4 separate regions of the Mus musculus genome follow, and all the other regions are linked to region 2. Evidence: chromatin contacts called from public Hi-C and promoter capture Hi-C data. All regions are on one chromosome and are shown on one strand. Each heading gives the region's core, a stretch centred on a gene start, on an enhancer-like site or on the middle of the called end of the contact. The rest is flanking DNA. Distances are from core to core; before and after follow the strand shown.

The links. Hi-C and Micro-C count contacts between places; a contact is called where the count stands out from the background. Capture Hi-C pulls out chosen DNA fragments and counts their contacts.
Region 1: a contact with region 2 is called in a promoter capture Hi-C map of liver, with 3 times the contacts expected there. The contact joins the promoter of Dars here to the promoter of Actr3 in region 2. A contact is called at or near these places in 2 of 115 datasets of contacts at active chromatin or transcription factors (astrocytes and stem cell-derived neural progenitor cells) and 2 of 9 other capture datasets (adipose tissue and liver).
Region 3: a contact with region 2 is called in a Hi-C map of B cells, with 7 read pairs. The contact joins the promoter of R3hdm1 here to the promoter of Actr3 in region 2. A contact is called at or near these places in 2 of 39 promoter capture datasets (liver and pre-B cells), 3 of 484 Hi-C or Micro-C datasets (B cells, muscle stem cells and uterus), 4 of 115 datasets of contacts at active chromatin or transcription factors (astrocytes, bone marrow-derived dendritic cells, embryonic stem cells and 1 more) and 2 of 9 other capture datasets (adipose tissue and liver).
Region 4: a promoter capture Hi-C map of adipose tissue shows a contact between it and region 2, with 2.6 times the contacts expected there. The contact joins the promoter of Rab3gap1 here to the promoter of Actr3 in region 2. A contact is called at or near these places in 3 of 39 promoter capture datasets (the C10 cell line, hippocampal neurons and liver), 1 of 115 datasets of contacts at active chromatin or transcription factors (astrocytes) and 1 of 9 other capture datasets (adipose tissue).

What each region holds. Positions count from the first base shown.
Region 1 is chr1:128,415,973-128,420,132 of GRCm38.p6, reverse strand. Dars (aspartyl-tRNA synthetase) reads left to right here and starts at 2,717. Exons shown (of 16, transcript NM_177445.5): 1 at 2,717-2,981. The coding sequence starts at 2,916.
Region 2 is chr1:125,434,274-125,438,770 of GRCm38.p6, reverse strand. Actr3 (ARP3 actin-related protein 3) reads left to right here and starts at 3,044. Exons shown (of 12, transcript NM_023735.2): 1 at 3,044-3,486. The coding sequence starts at 3,443.
Region 3 is chr1:128,101,333-128,105,569 of GRCm38.p6, reverse strand. It overlaps R3hdm1 (R3H domain containing 1), which reads right to left and starts at 2,264. Exons shown (of 27, transcript NM_181750.2): 1 at 2,087-2,264. It overlaps Zranb3 (zinc finger, RAN-binding domain containing 3), which reads left to right and starts at 3,099. Exons shown (of 21, transcript NM_027678.3): 1 at 3,099-3,317. It also overlaps the pseudogene Gm29383.
Region 4 is chr1:127,866,335-127,870,639 of GRCm38.p6, reverse strand. Rab3gap1 (RAB3 GTPase activating protein subunit 1) reads right to left here and starts at 1,867. Exons shown (of 24, transcript NM_178690.4): 1 at 1,811-1,867; 2 at 1,660-1,715. The coding sequence starts at 1,828.

The DNA of each region.
Region 1 (4,160 bases), core at 1,468-3,967, 3.0 Mb before region 2:
GGCCAGAGACTTATGACTGCTGAATATGTCCTGCTGGTGAGGATCAACAGTGCTCCAAAGATGTCGCCATCCCCAGACAGCAGGAAGCAATCTAAGGAACACGGCGCCCCCATTTCTACCTCACCTGTCACCCCTTCCTATTCCTCACCTTTTATAATAAATAAGAGAGAGGAATATAAGAAAACTAAGAACCATCCTCATTCCAGAACCAGGTCTTCCCTACCCAGCCTGCCTTCAGTAACTCAAGAGACAGCAGCCACGTCATCTCACCAGTCACCAAATGCAGCCCATTTCCAATCATCGTAGGTGGCGTATTCTCCCTGTGCACATTTACTGTATCCCTTTATAAAGCCTGTGTCTTCACAACTTGTTCTCTTTCTCCTCCATCCTTGCTCAAAGGCTGTCTTTGTATACCCTCCCCCAAGCCCCACTAAATCTCTTGAGTGAGGTCTGTTGCATGTGTGACTTTATGGCATTCCTTGGCCCCAATCTGCCAAGATGCTCTTCTGCTGAGAAACCCCAACTACTGACACTTGGGAGACCTCAGGAGTATAGCGTGTGTCCATTGATGTAGCTAGCAAATGCTTTTCTTCTGTTAGGTGAGAAAGCAAGAGCACATATTGTTAGAAATAAGTTCAGGAACACAGAGAAAGACATGACCAGTCCAACCGAAGTATCTGGACAAGGCAAACTTGACTCTTGATCAAAGGGTATCCTCTGAAGAGCAAACATCCCAACACAGGAAGTACATTTGGTTTTTATTTTACCTCAGCTGTGTCTTTTCCCCATTGGCTGGGGTCCGACCTCACAGTCTTATTCAGTTGGCTAGTCTGCAAAGAACTGGTGCACAGGAAATGGAAGAAGCAGGAAGGGGTCACTGCTCCAAGGAGAAAAGGGTCACTGTTCCAGGCCATTGAATTCCTAGTCTAGAGCATGGAGCCTTTGTGTAAACAAAGGTTTTACTGGGTAGGGAACTAAAGCATTTTCATAAGTCTTGTAAGGAAAGGGAGATAAACAGATTTGAATTCCTGGTTTTAAACACAAGTTTTACAGTATTCGATAGAAAAAGTCATAGTTGATATTTCTTACACATATTTACATCGTTACTCCAAAGTTATGACCTAAATAAGAATATTCTATCAAAGCAAAGGAGCACAGTAAGACATATGCAGGAAAACAACAAGAAACAAACAAACAAAAGGAGTCTTGTGGACACACTGAAATATGACAATTCCACCCTACCAAATGACAATAGAATTTATATGTTGCCTTCTGTCGATCAGGGCATACATTAGTACTAAGGCTAAGAGAATAAATACTTCTTTTAGAAATGGAGCCAATTCAGATGCTTTCTGCATTGGAATCCCTTGACTATAATGGAATGTGCTATTGACCATAAGTATTCACTATCATTCCCTAAGGAATGAATACATTCTTCTGTTTTGAGCAAACAGTAGCAGATTAAGATGTGTCTCTTCTCGGCAGTCAGCCTGCGTCAAGTAGAAAGATCAGCTCAGGATCCTGGCCAGAACCATCAGTAATCATTTTATTGCCAATGGTTTATATAACGCTTAGCACAAAGCACATATTTATAACCACTGATGAGTTAATTGAACCATATTTTCCCCCACCTATAACTACATAGTAAACTACACTTCTGGAGCCACCATATCTATCTTACCTGGATTCCAGATCTAAGTAAAATCTTACCTGGATTCCAGATCTAAGTAAAGTTATTCCCAGAGAGCTTTCATTTGAGGGGATAAGGTAGGGTTGGGGAGGAGGGTCCAATTGTATCCTGTTAACAAGTATTGACCATGACATTTTATGTCAAGATAAGACACTACAGACAGCTAAAATGTGACAAAGACGGCTAAAGCTTGTGTCCAGCACCGGAAGTAGTATGTAATCAAGTCTTCAAATTTCATCCCAACAAACTTTTCCTTCTTGGTTGTTGTTTTAAGATAGAGTCTCACTACGCAAACAAGGCTGGCCTCTGCTTCCTGAGTGCTGTTAACTGCAGGCCCGAATTACCAAAGCCCACATTCAATAAAAACGACAGCATTTTTCAAAAGTCTAATTTAGGGAAGATTCACCCATTAGACAACCAACACTATACTATGCATTGCCTTTCACAACACAACAAGTCAAGGAAAACCTGTAGGCTATTGCTTTTAAAACAGTACTCCATCCTGCCTTAGGAGCCTACCTGCCTACCTCTAACACAGCATCCTGCCTTCCCACACAGAGCAGGTTGCCCAGAGACCTCCTCTGACCCAAGAGACAGGCTTCCACAGGGCAGTGAAGGCATCAATTCCAAAAGCGGAGATCCCAGCTGGCAGGACGCGAGACAAGCTGTCTGCCAGGGAGGGTGAAACAATGATACTCACCCCACCCCCAACTCCCTGTCTCTAAATATACAAGTAAGCAAGCTCGTGGTGTTTCACACTCTTAATCCCAGCACTCAGGGAGCAGAGGCAGGAGGATCCTCGTGAGTTCCAGGCCAGACAGCATTACACAGACCCTGTCTTTAAAATAATTAGAATTAAATTTAAAAAGAGGGACTCTGGGAGCAAGGGGAAGACAATTAACTGGAATGAAGTTAGACCAAGAGGGTAGGTATGTCAAGAGGCTCTGCAGGGAAGATTCCTCGGAGCCTATCCTGCGAGACCACACCCACTTCTGGGCCACGCCCCATGACTCCCGTGGGCGGGGCAGAGGGAGGAGCTGGCGGCGGCGCGCGAGAGCTCGCTGTGGCTCTCGCGATATTTCCGAAGCCAAGGTTCCACGCGGAGACTGGGGGCTTAGAACCCGGGCTGGGAGGGCGAGACTGTGCGGGAGGGAGCCGCTTCTTAGCCTGTCCTACGGAAGCCTGCGAGGGAGGGTGGTATCCACTCCCCAAATCCAGTGTCCTGATGCCCAGCACCAACGCCAGCCGTAAGGGTCAGGAGAAGCCGCGGGAGATCGTGGACGCGGCGGAAGTGGGTTTCCTCCTTTCCCCCCGGGTCGGGGAGTGCGCTGAGGGAGGGAGTGGGGCGATCCGGGCGCCGCTTCCGTAGCTCCCGTCAGCGCTTTACTCGCAGGCCGCGGCGTGGGGTGTCGCGTCGCAGGCCAGTGCTCCCGAGGACCCCAGGGGCCGTGCCTGGGCTCGCGGCCTCAACTACTCGGGACTGTTAACTCTTGGGACCGTGGCCTGGAAGAACCGTGTTCCTGGGGGTGGGGGGACAGGCAAACGTGGGCGCTCGCGGAACCGGAAGTAGCTGCGGCGAGGTTCACTCGAGCCTTCCTAGGTTAGCACGTCCTGCACGGAACACACCAGCCCAGTCCCCGGACATTTCTGATAAAGCACCACTAATCGATACCCTCAGCCCTCATAATGTTCTGGCCAGTAAAGACAGCCCTTTGCAGCACGAGCTGCCAGTGTATTTAATGACTTTTCCTTGTGACAGCTGCCAACACGTGTTATCTTGGTTTCCTTTCTCAGTGACTCTGTGAGGTAGGGTAGTGCAATTCCCAGAGATAACCCTCAGTGATCCATAGCACTTTGCAGAAGTCAAGGTTTGAAATCCTCTAAGTTAGGTGTTTGTAGTAATACTTAAGTCTTAATCTTTTCCTGGCTCCTAATTTTTTGGTGGAGGAATTCAGCATTTGCTAACTACATCATAACTCAGAATAATAAGTTACTATTTAGTTCTGCTGAAATGTGAGTACTAAATAGAAACAATAACACTTTTTTTTCTTATTTTCACCCCCCTTTGGTTCAAATGCACCACCTATTTATGGCACATACCATTATGTGACAGTTCTCTCATATTGAAGAAACAATTTCAACAAGAGAATGTAGAAGAACAGAAACTGTTTCAGACATCTTTCAAAACTACCTTGTTAAAAAAAAATTTAAGGAAATTATTTTTGTGTGTTAGTGTGTCTAATTGTATAAATTATCAACACACCATTGTAAGTAGTATAGGTATAAGATACAGTATATGGTAGACATTATAATAGAGTTCTATAAATAAATGGAAGGAACTTAAGAACATTGTAGAGGTAAGGTAAGATAAAATGAAAGACTACGTAACTGTTTAATAAGTGTAGTTTATAGCCTGAACTTCAGCTCCTCTTCCTAACTTACTCCATGAAATTTGATAATATTGCCATTC
Region 2 (4,497 bases), core at 1,795-4,294:
ATTTTTATAGTAACAGAACAAAGTAAGTTATAAATTAAGATTTTATATATATATATATATATATATATATATATATATATATACATACATACATACACTCACATACACACACACACTGGTGGAAATATCAGAGATGTGGCTTACAGCAAAGTGGAGGAAATATCTATTAGGCCTCAGATGATATCTCAGTGACACCCATAACCTTTTTTGGCTGATGGAAACCAGTGACCTATTAAGTTAATATATTCTAAAAGGTTTTACCTGTTAGTTACAGCATGTTAGGACACACCAGGCATGGGCAAAGGAATGGCTATATAGGGGGCTAAAGATAGCCCCAAGTAAATTGTAATTACCTTCCAACCTTACAGTCAGTGAAGTTCTAATTAGTTAACCAGCCTTCCAGAAGGTTCCATGTAAGATGCTATTCTTTCCAGAAAGTTCAGTTCTTACAGCCAAAACTTTTTTTTTCCCCCTAGCTCTTTTGATACGTTCCAAGTTGCTTTAGGATAAACTTGAGTATGCTTAGAGGTAGCTACACATTTCTGAACCACCCTCTTTCTCAGGGTTCGTTTTTCATCACATCCTCTTTGGCTGTCTTCATTTTAACCACTGAAGGGAAGAGGTCAGATTCCCCTCCCCCAGGCCTGCCTCAAGTCAGGTCCTGGACACATGCACCTTCTTCTCTTCTCGGGAACCCCCCTCCCTTCCTTCCTCTGTTTCTTACTCTGTGGCAGAGCCACTTATCTTGTTCAAGTGTGTCTGCTCTGCTGTTTGCCAACTCTTCACCTGTTTCTCACAGTTCTCAGCACTTTTCTGTGGCTCTTAATACAATCTGTTTCTCTACTCACAGGCAGAACTCTGATCCCACACCCCTTATCTATTCTTTGCCCCACTATATTAAGGATCAATATAGTCTCTGCCACACAGAGCTGGTGAAAATACTTTTCACCAAATGACTAACATTAATAAGAGAAAAGTCGGTATTTTACCCCTCAGGTCAGCTTACCTAACCTGATAACAGAATTTTCTGCATTGAATAACACATCTTTTCTTAATGTATTATTATGGTCTCATATAAGCAAACCTAGATTAGCCTGCTCAAAATATGCTCTCCAGTACAGTATGGCACAGGGGGTATGGGGGTGACCAAACACTTTTGGATGAGGCCTGCTCTTCAGAAGGGAATTTAGGCAGATTATGCTAAACCTGTCCAAACCTCCCATGGTTTAGGCCGTCACAGGCTGTATAGGGAAACCTGTTGCCCTACTCAATAGACCTGTTGTAATATTACCTTGTAAACACTGATATTTCTACACATATCATGCTGAGGGTAGGTGACTACTGACCATCAGCCTTAGATGGTCCATCTATGCAGACCCTCACCACTCCACAAAGCTCGGGGAGCATCATGGAGGAGGGGATGGGGGTGCATAGAAGATGCTGTCTTCTGGACATGACACAGATTTTGCAGTTATAGTTTCCTGAAGATCTAGCCAAGATCAGTCAGCATTTCAACCAAACTGACTGGATTCAGGAGATTACCAAAAAATAAATGAAAATCAGAGGGGACAGGAAGGGAGGAGGAAGAAGAGGAAGAAGAGGAAGAGGAGAAAAGGAGGAGGAGGAGGAGGAGGAGGAGGAGGAGGAGGAGGAGGAGGAGGAGGAGGAGGAATACATTGGGATATCCAGGGGAGCCAGAGAGAAGGTTCTGGGTAAATTCAATCAAGATATAGCATTTACATGTATGGGATTGCTAAAGAATAAATAAAAGACAAGCCTGTTGGGAAGGAAAGCTATTAACTTTCCAGGTTCCTGCTGATGAGAAAGTAAATTCTCAGGTTCTACTGCACATTGATTTTGCCTAATCCCCTGGGAGATGACCCAGCAACATACTTTAAGCTTTCTATGTTACTCTGATGTATTCAAGTTTTAAAAGTATTACTTTTTAAGTCTGTGATGTAAAAAAATACATATCTTTTTCTCATCTTTCTTTCTTTTTCTTTTTCTTTTTTTTTCCAACTAGAAAAAGTTGGTATCACGTTAACAGCACTCCACAGAAGGAAATTCATTGTCACTTCAACCGGAATAGAGGCCACCTGCACAGAGTCTATTTTGTAGAACACAACCTCTGGGACACTGGCCTTTCTTAAAGGCCGGAGATAATCTCACTACTCTTGAAAGAAGTTTATCATCACCCCAAAACCCAAATAAAGGCCATTTGTACAGGCTATGTAGAGCATAACCTCTGGGAAACTTGATTTTTTAATTTTTGTTTTATATTTTCTTATGAGGGGGAGGATGTGCGCAAAATCAAAGAACAACTTGTGGGGGTCTTTTCATTCCTTCCAGCATGTGGATCTCCAAGGGCTCAAACTCAGGTTAGTGAGTGCAAGCATCTTTACCTGCTAAGCCATGTCACTGATCCAACACTTGCCTTTCTTGGAAGACACACAGGAATCCCCAAACCCTGAAGAAGGTGGGTTTGTTATTGTTCAACCTAACGTCTTGGATCCTTGCCTGTCTTAAAAGCAAAGGCCCACCATTTTGGGGAGCTTGCAAACTACAATGCAATAGTATAACTGACATAAATCTCAGGACACATCCCTTTTCTGACTGCTCACCTACAGCGATTATGGGGACATGCCGCTGACCACGTTTCCAATTAGCCCTTCACCCCACAGTAGAAAGCCTCCTGCCCATGGCTCAAGTTAGCAGAGAAGAAACACACTCAACACCCACCACCACCAAAAGCCAGCTTCCTAACTAAATAACTGCCTGACTTCTGGGCTGCCACCGGCCAGAAAATGCGAACTGGAATCTTCGCAAGTCGGAAGCGGAGCCGCGACCCACAGCTGCGCGCCACTGCGCATGCGTAGCCGCTTCTGGACCCCCTTCAAGCTCAGCTTGGCTTCTGGGCTTCCAGCTATTTGAAAACCCAAAGTGGACTTTCTGGCTATCCGGAAGGGAGCCGGGGCCGGGCGGCCGCACAGTACATCGCACGCACGCGCGCGCGTGCTCGCTCCTCCCACCCGGAACCGGAAGTGGGAGCGATCGCGGCCTGGGGCCTGGCCTGGCCGGGGCGTCGGCAGCGGCGGCCATCTTGGCTCCCCGCGGAAAGGCAGTGCGAGGGGGAAGAAGTTGTAGGGTGGGGGCGGGAGCGAGGAGGAGGAGGAGGAGGGCGGAGAGCGGAGGGGTAGAGGAGGAGGCCGCGGCAGGGTAGGGCGGGGACAGCCAGCCTGCCGGCCGGCCAGCCTGCTGGGCTTGCGGAAGTACTAGCCGACTGCTCACTCGCTCCTGCTCGGGCTTCCCACAGCTCCCTCCCTTCCTCCCTCCCTCCCGACCGAGGGCGGCCCGGGCCGGTGCATGGTCAGCCAGCTCCCATCTCTAGCTCCCCGGCCTCTCAGCAGCACGGAACGGACGGCAGCGGCGGGCGAGGAGGAAGATGGCGGGACGGCTGCCGGCCTGTGTGGTGGACTGTGGCACGGGGTACGGCGGGTCTTCGGGGTGGGGGAGACTGAGGCCGGGGACGGGCGGAGGAGGGAGATGAATGGGGGGAGCCGGCCAGACTGGCGAGGGGTGGTGCCGGGAGCCTCCCGGGACAGAGATCTTTTCCAGGCCCTTCCTTTCCGAGGAGGCCGTCTGGCCCACCTGGCTGTCCTTTCCCTTCTCTCCCCTTTGCTGCCTGTGAAGCAGGGCACCCACCGAGGACCTCCAGACCTAGGAGCAAGGAAAAGAGAGAGAGAGAGAGAGAGAGAGAGAGAGAGAGAGAGAGAGAGAGAGAGAGAGAGAGAGAGAAGCGCTCCTTGCAGATTTTGCAAGATCGCGGTGACAACTCTCGATCTCTTAGGGCGTGTGGGTGGGGAGAGCGACGAACCAGGCTGTGAAAATGGGAAGCTAGCATGGGGGGCTTTTGCAGCGGACCCACGCGCCGCCTGGTTTCCGCCCACACCCATTCGTAGCCATCTCCCACTACCCATTGAACCAAGTCAGTTCCAGCGAGGAGGATCTCACGGGGGTTATAGCTCTTGCCTCAAAAAAGTCCCTTGGTGAGCAAGCGCGCTGCAACTTCCTTAGTTTTGTCAAAGCCGCTTCCTGCTTTCCGTCTTTTATAGCCTTATAAGGTAGTTTTTCGTCTCGAACGTTACCACGTCTTATTAGAACTTTCAAAATTAAGCAGGTTGCATAAAGAGTACATTATGAGTGGTAGGTATCAATATGTCTGAACTAGAAAAAAAAATGTTCTTGTGTGTCCACGGAGGGAGACAGAGGGGAGAGAAGGGACGCACCCTGGAACCTAAACGTTTGTTCACGTTCGTTTTGTGACTGTGTCTTGAAAACTGAAAGGGGGTATAAAGGAATGTGTTTGATTTAAAGTAATTGTTTCTGATAGTAGTGTGGTTGACTAAAATGACTTTAAAGTAGTGGTTTTGTATTAATGAACCTTGTCAAGAGTTACAACTTGCTCTGGGTAGTGACCTAGAGAGAAGACTGTACATT
Region 3 (4,237 bases), core at 1,015-3,514, 2.7 Mb before region 2:
GGCTATGAGATATTGTTTTAAGCCACTGTGTACATTAACACTCAACAGTAGAAGAGATTTTTGAGACTGCAACAATACTCTGCATATGAACAGCAAATTCATTCTCTAAATATGAAAATGAGAAAACAAAGATAAAAACTTAATGTAACAAATATATACATGTGAGACACAATCCTAGTAGCTTTACATAGTCTATTTACAGCTCCATAGATTAAGCATTATCCTCCCCATTATTAACCGAGGTTAGGTTAGATTAGCCTCATAAAATGGTCCCACAAATAGTAAAAGAATGTAGTCCCCTGTATTTTCATCAGACCTTCCATACAAAGAATTCATGAGACCTAAATATATCACTGCATAAATTGCCAACTAATTATCAAGTTTGGGGAACTATGCTAGGGAATGTATGCTATGGGGACTCAATGGAGAAGCTGAGGGAACTAATCTTCAAAAGCTATGTACTACATTAAAAAAATCAGTAACACATAACCAGATTCCTTCTTAATCCAAGTGAATGGATCTATTTTACTTCTGTATCTACTTGCATTATTTTGAGAACATGGCAGATTCCTAAGGTACTTCTGTGACCCAGAAGAAATAGTCTATTAGTCAAAGCATAGGTTGTTTATTCAGAACCAGTGTTCTCTCTAAAACAAATAAATCTTAGAAATGGGGTGGTCTGTAGCCATGCCTATTATAGATTACAGGGTCCACTAAAGTCATATTCTCCTAGGCTGAAAAAGCAGAGTGGAATTTGAAAAGATGGGCACACTATCAAAATCTGATACAATTATAAGACAATCCCCTAAAATATAAAGACATAAAATCTGAAGAGAATGATATTTCTTCAGTTAAATGGGTAGCTACATGAACTCTACTGATTCAAGTATTATAAGGAAGGGGCTTCGAGGTTGATTTCATCTTTTTATGACTCGATGCTCTTGGAATCAATGACATTTAAATTTAAGAGGTTTCTTTAGCTGGGCGATGGGGGGCCACACCTTTGATCCCAGCTCTTGGGAGGCAGAGACAGGTGGATTCTGTGAGCTCAAGGCCAGCCTGGTCTACATTGTGAGTACCAGGACAGCCAGGGCTACACAGAGAGACCCTGTCCAGGGAAAAAATCTAAAATAAAGGGGAGTATGGTATGAGATTCTTTAACGTGACCCAGCCAAACTATAACCTTAGGAGTGGGATATGTGTGTTTGTGTGTATTCATTCATGCTAGAAATTCTATTTTTACCTCTTCAGAAATGCACCTTATTATTTAGTAAGCAGCACTGCTTTGGAAGATACCTCTTCACCTCTAACTAGTTTAGGGGACTTGCTCTCTCAGGACCCAATTCACAGAAGTCACAACAGCCAAACCCAATTTTGTTTCTCCTTAAAAGCAACTTCAGACAACAGTGACAATCTCTGGTACATAACCACAAGAAGAAAAAAAAAAAAACTTCTAATATACAGGGATGGAAAGGGGGGAGGGGGATTTACATCATAACGTCCCCCGTAGGTTCGTCCATCAACGACCAAGGCTCTGACAGTCATTCAACTTTCTTGCTAATTTCCCCACTGTGTTTTTTCTAGCAGTACGGGCAGTACGGGCACGACGTGCTGTTTCCCTTTTGGTGTGTGTGACAATTCCCCGGAGCGGGGGTATCAGCCCCGGGCATCTGGTCCAGGCCCCGGAGAACAGTTCCGCGAACGGTCCCTGCTCCAGCCTGGCCTGACTATGTTGCTTTTCCCCTCCGTCCTCCCCGGATCTCCAGGGCTCGCAAGAGCAGCAGCTGCAGCAGGGACGCTCGGGAACCTGTCCCCAGCTCCCCCGCTAGGCCTCAAGGGGTTGGCGCTGCACATGGCCCCCAGCGAAGCGGCGGGCACCGCGCGGTGGAGGCGACTAGAGGGCTCGCCTCAGAACCCGACGGCCCCTGGCGGGCCGGAGGAGAGGGGAGGGACGCCGTCTCCTCAGCGCTTAGCTCCCCGGCTGCCTCACTCTCCCGCTCCGTTAGCGCTACCGGTTGGCGGGCGGGGGAGGGGAGCGAGCGCGTTATTCCCGGGGCGCCGCGGGGGAGGGGACAGCATCTCTTACCCGCGTTACTGAGAAGGAGCAGGAGGAGGTGGCGGGAGCGCGGCACAGCGGGGCGACGGCGGGGCCGGCTGGTTGCAAGGTAGAGTCTCACGGAAGGGAATTAACCCCATCACCAGCCCGGACACCGGCTCCAGCGGCAGCCGCGGCGGCAGAATCCCGCCCCTTCCCACCACGCACTGGCCCCGCCTCTCCGTCGCGTTGACGGAAAGCAGCCTACCTCATACGCTAGGTCAACATTAAGTGACATACAAATTATCCAATCAGCGTTTGAAAACCACTTTCGCTCCACCCCCATTATCACTGCGGGACAGCGGGAGAACGGGACTAAGTCTATCTCCACCCACAAAAGAAAAAGAACCAATCCCGGGCAAGTTGTCGTCCCTGAACGACGTAAGAGTCAACCAATGATAAAGCTAGGAGGACAGCCATTTTGCCCACTTGTGAAAGAGCCACCTTTCCCACGAGTAGAATCCTGAGGTGGGCGAGTTCCGGGCGATTTTAATCACTGGAGATGTGGTAGACAACTCTCTTTCTTCAGGGAATGATTATAGAGCTTTTTAAGGATGAAAGGACAATTTTGTCGTTCATGTGGGAAGATGAGAGGAAGGCTTTAAGGATGTGGCTCCGCCCCTTAGCGGTAACGGGTTCCAGGCTGAACACCTGGTTCCTCCAGTCTTAGTGGTGGAGGCAGGGCTTCTGAGCACTTTGGCTCCTGCGACTACAGTTCCCAAGATGCTTTGAGACCCTGTTTTCCTCATTTTGCTTCCGGTAGTGTTTCATGGGAATTGTAGTTCTTGAGAGGTTACGGTGTAACCTCCTTGTCTAGATGAGTAAGAGGAAATTTTTGAATAATTTGGAGTTGAGAATGAAGTCGCAAGGTTCTAGTCAGGTCTTTTCGCATCGCTAAAGGAAGGAGAATATAACAGGGTTGGGAATTTTCTCAACACATTACAATGTTTTAGAGTGCTGGTATTTGAACTCTTCCAAGTCTAGGTCATCCGTTTAACGTCACTTCCGCTTAGTTGAAGACGCTTGCAAAAAGTTTGGCGGGAGTTGAAGATTATGAAGCTAGTGCTGCATTTTGGCGGACTGTATAGGGCAAGAGATGGGAAATTGACTGCACTTTAATTGCGCTATAAGAAAATAGTGGGTAACAGTCGGGCGTGGTGGCTGATGCCTGTAACAGCTGGAAGCTGAAAGGTCGCCGCGAGTTCATAGCCTGGGCTACAGAGTGAGTTTTAAAACAGCTGGGACTACAGAATTCACCTTGTCTAAAATAACCCCCCCCCCCGCACTGCCCCCTCCCCCTAAAAAAACCCATCCAGAAATATGAAATGGCATGGGTGTAATTCTCGAGCCTGTAATGTAATTTTCTACTTTGCTACTTAGTCTTGCAGAGCCAGTGTTTATCAGATCTGTTCACTCTTGAGTTTGTAGAGGATGCTTTAATTTGCCTTTAGCTACTGTCTGTGAAGCAGCATAGGTTCATGTCCTGGAAGGTATTGGAAATTCTGAACTAATTCCTCCCATTTATACAAATAGTCCCCAGAAGTCAGAAGTTGCCTTTGAACAGGATCTTAAAAAAAAAAAAGTCTCCTCCATCATTTTTATGGAGACTTTGTCTTACTACTTTTCTCATAAATATTTATTGAGCACTTACACTAGTGGTAAATATACTAGGCTTAAAGGATTGAAGAGTGCACAGAAAGGTAAGTTTTGTTTAAAACGAGTTAGAAAGATTAAGCAAAATTTATGTTACTTGGTCTTTTTAATATCTCCAAATTTAGCATCTTCATAGTTATGTTTTGTGTGTTGATTTGGTTTCCTCTTTGCTTTCTACTTTTAGATTTAAAAACCATTCCTTTCTATTTTCATTATTTTTATTGAAGTATTAAGTCTGTGTCCAGAACTGTTAAGAGGTGTTTTATATACTATGTGGATGAGAGTCCTAACTAGTGCAATCCCAGAGACAGAAATATATCTGCAACTTCCAAGCAGACAAAACACTCTTACTTTTTTAAAGAAAATAAATGTTTTTGCTTTTCAATATAATACTTTCACGTGTGTGTGTGCAAGTGTGTGTGTGTGCTATATGAATATTAAACAGAAGGCATCATCCCCATCTAGGAGTTAGAGTTTCAAGTGATAACT
Region 4 (4,305 bases), core at 618-3,117, 2.4 Mb before region 2:
TGTGCCCAAAAGAGCACTCTTGATACATATCTTTTCGTTTAGGCATGAACCTGAAGTTTCATAATTGAGCCTTTCCCCTCAGACTTACATTAAGCTCATCTACCTAAATCTAGTTCACTCTATCCAACTAATTACAGTTCCACTTTATGAATCAATGTAAACTGCTTACTTCATTTTACCACAATGTAACAACTTAAACCAAACAATCCTTGCACCATAGGATCAAAAGCTCTTGCCACTTTAAGCAGCAGTGCTTTCTAAATATGGTCTTCTGACCTGCTGGCATCTGTATTACCTGGGACCATGTTAGAAAAGCAAATTTGGGGATTGGACCTAAAACCTAATGGGAAACACTGAGAACCGAGACCAGCAGGTTCTGATGCACAGTCAAGTTGGAGAGTTTTTAGTCAAGTGCACCAACTCTCGACGCCTCTGCCTTGGCTTTGGAAACTGATCTCACTGTATCATTTTTATTTATTTCCCAGTGATAATTCCTCACTTACTTGTCTCGAAATGTCAGTCCCTTCTCATGTTTAACCAAACCCTGAACCATTTTCCCTTTCCTTTCTTAAGGCAGTACCTCTTAGATTGCTCAGGCTGGTCTTAATTCCTTAGCTCAAGTGATCCGCCTCAGCCTTGCCAGTAGTCACTATTATACACAGGTGCCACGTCACCCAGCTTCCATTTCCCTCCCCAATTTCAAAGCAGGCATTTCCTATCTTTTCCCTACAAAAATGTCTCCAACAATTTTGTAGTCCACGTTTTCCCTACTTAACTAGTTCTTTGTAGTTAGTACCAACTGGCTTACATTTTAACTATTTGTTGGAGTTTTTAAAAGGTATATAGATTTCCCTGATCTTAGGATAGTTCAGGGCACACAGTACTTCCTCATAAAGTCTTGCTAGTGTGTTAAGTCTTACTGACTCGATGAAGTGTGGGGATGGGAACACAAGTCAAACTACTATTTCAAAGATCTTTTATATCTTCCTATGCCACCAACTGATATGAGAGCCACACATTTGTAAAGCCTACAAGCACTGCAACAATAACCTCAATAGCTAGCTATCAAGCCAACAAACTTAGTTTTCAACTCACTCAGGTGATAAAACATGTTCGCCTTAATGCAGTTGTTCATCTGAATTTGACAAGCTCGGGAAGTCTGGGCACAGGACCAAGTTTAAAATGTAACGCTGTGAATCAAAACATTCCAAAGACGTATGTAAACATACTATTTATAAGTATGAAATAGTAGAATTTTAATTTTTTAATTTCTCGAAGACAGGATAACGATGGTAAGAGGATGACAGATGAACAGTCATCGGTACGCTAAAAGTCTCTTCCAATAAACACAGGAAGAAAACACAGCAGCTGCTTAGCTGACGGCTTTGATGACAACTGAGGCAAATTGACATGAAAGCATAAGACCCGGGGACGACCTCGGAAATGGTTTTCTGTGCCAGGGAAGTGATCTGGAAGTCAACACAACTTGTTTTAAAGGCGGAGTCTGAAGGTTGGTCTGACCTGTCTGTATGATTGATGCGGAAAAAGCCAAAGTTGCCGTGGCGCGGAAGAAGAGACGAAGCGTGGGCGTCTCCCTCCGAACCAGCGTCACCTGTGTGATGCCGCCCGGGGCCAGACAGGACCAAACACACTACTCACCTCTCCCACTCCGAGGCTGTGGTGAAGTCTGTGATCTCAAACACTTCGGACTCGGGCTGCGGGGACAGAGAAGAGCACAGACAGTAAGCTGCGGGCCACTGACGTCGGCGGCAGAACTCTGTGACAGAGGCACCCAGGGCGCAGAACTCACCTCACTGTCCGCCGCCATCTTGCGGAGCGGAGCGTCAGGCCCCGCGCGAAGGCTGTCGGGAAGAAGGGAGCTAGGAGGAGGGCACTGAGTGGCCGTGGGCGGGGCCTCGGTGGGTGGTGGGTGGGGCCCCGAAGCGGGCCCGCCTACAAAGGGCCTGCTGGAAGGTGGGAAGACCTTTTTCCTCCAGACAGAAAGATCTTAGTGTGGCATACGCTCTTCTTCAAGGTGGTTTAGTAATATTTTTTTTAAAATTCTGTTGGGGCTAGAGGGATAACTGTGCAGTTAAGACTACCCGCTGCGCTTTCACAAGACCTATGTTCGATTTCCAGCACCTGCATAGCAGTTCACAACCATTTGTGATTTCAGTCCAAAGGGATCCTGTACCTGCTTCTGGCCTCGACTGACACCAGGCATGCACGTGCTGCACAAACAGATTTACATGCTGACGAAACACTCATGCACATGAAATAAAATTAACAAGTATTGTTTAAAGAATTAAAAGTAAAAATAATAAGAGTATTTTGTAGACTCAAGAAGAGCTGATGAGCCGAGCGTGGTGGCACACACCTTTAATCCCAGCACTCGGGAGGCAGAGGCAGGCAGATTTCTGAGTTCGAGGCCAGCCTGGTCTACAAAGTGAGTTCCAGGACAGCCAGGGCTACACAGAAAAACCCTGTCTCGGAAGAAAAAAAACAACCAAACAAACAAAAAACAACAACAACAAAAAACAAAAACAAACTGATGAACATTTTGAAATTGTTACATGACATTCACATCCACAGATGTATTGGGCTACATTCATAAATATCTTGGGGCATATGTAGTCCTATATGGCAAAGACCCTAGATATGCATGGTCACAATTGTATTTAAAAACCTCTTTGAGTTTTCATTCAAATGGGTTTTTTTTTAGATTTATTTATTCATTTTATGTATATGATTACACTAGAATGTGTATGAGTATATTTATTTTATGTATATGAGTATACCAGAAAAGGGCATCAGATCCCATTACAGATGGTTGTGAGCCACCTTGTGATTGCTGGCATTTGAACTCAGAACCTTTGGAAGAGCACTCTTAACCACTGAGCCATCTCTCAAGCCCTTGGTTTTGTTCTTGAGATAGGGTTCATAAGCCAGCCTCACACGCCTTGTGGTGAGAAGAGCGAACTGGAATTCTGATCCTCTTGCCTCCTTTTGAGTATCCTGACTGCAGTCATGTAGCACCGTCTTGGATTGTATGGTGTGGTGGTAAAGACAGAAGCGAGGACCATGCATGCTAGGCAAAAGCTCTACCAACAGAACTACATCCTCAGCTCTTGTTCAAACTTTACAACTCATAAACACTGACCAAGATCCTTAAACCCACTGTCTCCTTTCCTAACCCCAGGAAAAGAAAATCTATACAACTAAACTTATTGTTTTAAAAAGCAGCCAGGCATGGAAGTGCATGCCTTTAATCCCAGCACTCAGGAGACAGAGGCAGGCAGATCTCTGTTAATTCAAGGCAAGCCTGGCCTACAAAGTGAGACCAGGACAGCCAGGGCTCTGTTACACAGAGAAACTCTTGTCTTGAAAAACAAAACAAAAAATAAACAAAACCAAACAACATCATACAAGTTACATATACTCTGAGAAGAACATACTATTTGATGAGTGCTTTACTTTTTAAACCACTGAAGGACAGGAGTGCTAACTAGCAGTTGGAATTCTGTTGGGGACTGTAGAGATGGCTCAGCAGTTAAGAGTACTGACTGTTGTTACAGAGGACCCCAACTCTGTCCCCAGCATCCACGTGGCTACATACAACGCTCCATACTTCTAGTTCTAGGGGACTCAGCACCCTCTTCTGACTTCTATAGTAAACAGAAATGCACACAGTGCACAAATACACATGCAGACAAAATAATTATATACATAAAAATTTAAATTAAATAATTTTTTGAGACAGACTCTTTATTATGTAGCTCTGGCTTTTGTGGGACTCACTGCGTAGACAAGGTTGGCCTCAAACTCACAGAAACCCACCTGCTTCTGCCTCTAGAGTGCTGGGATTAAAAGCATGTGCCACTATGTTTGGAACTTAAGCAGGTCAGGAAGCAGGAGCTGATGCAGAGGCCATGGAGTGATGTTACTTACTGGCTTGCTTGAGTTCCAGTCCTGACTTCCTTTGGTGATGAACAGCAAAGTGGAAGTGTAAGCTGAATAAGCCCTTTCCTCCCCAACATGCTTCTTGGGTATAATGCCTTGTGCAGGAATAGAGACCCTAACTAAGACAAATTGGTACCAGCATAGTGGGATATTCTTGTGACAACCTGACCATGGTTTTGAAGGCATGAGGGGGTCATGAAGAGCAGCTGGGGTTCGGCACTGTAAGAAGCCATGGAAGGCCATTAGTGAAGTTGCAGCCTCGGTTCCAATTGATGGCCCAGGACTAAAGGAGTCATGCAAAGGAGTTGAGGTTTGGTGCCATGAAGAGAGCCCATGAGAGGCTAT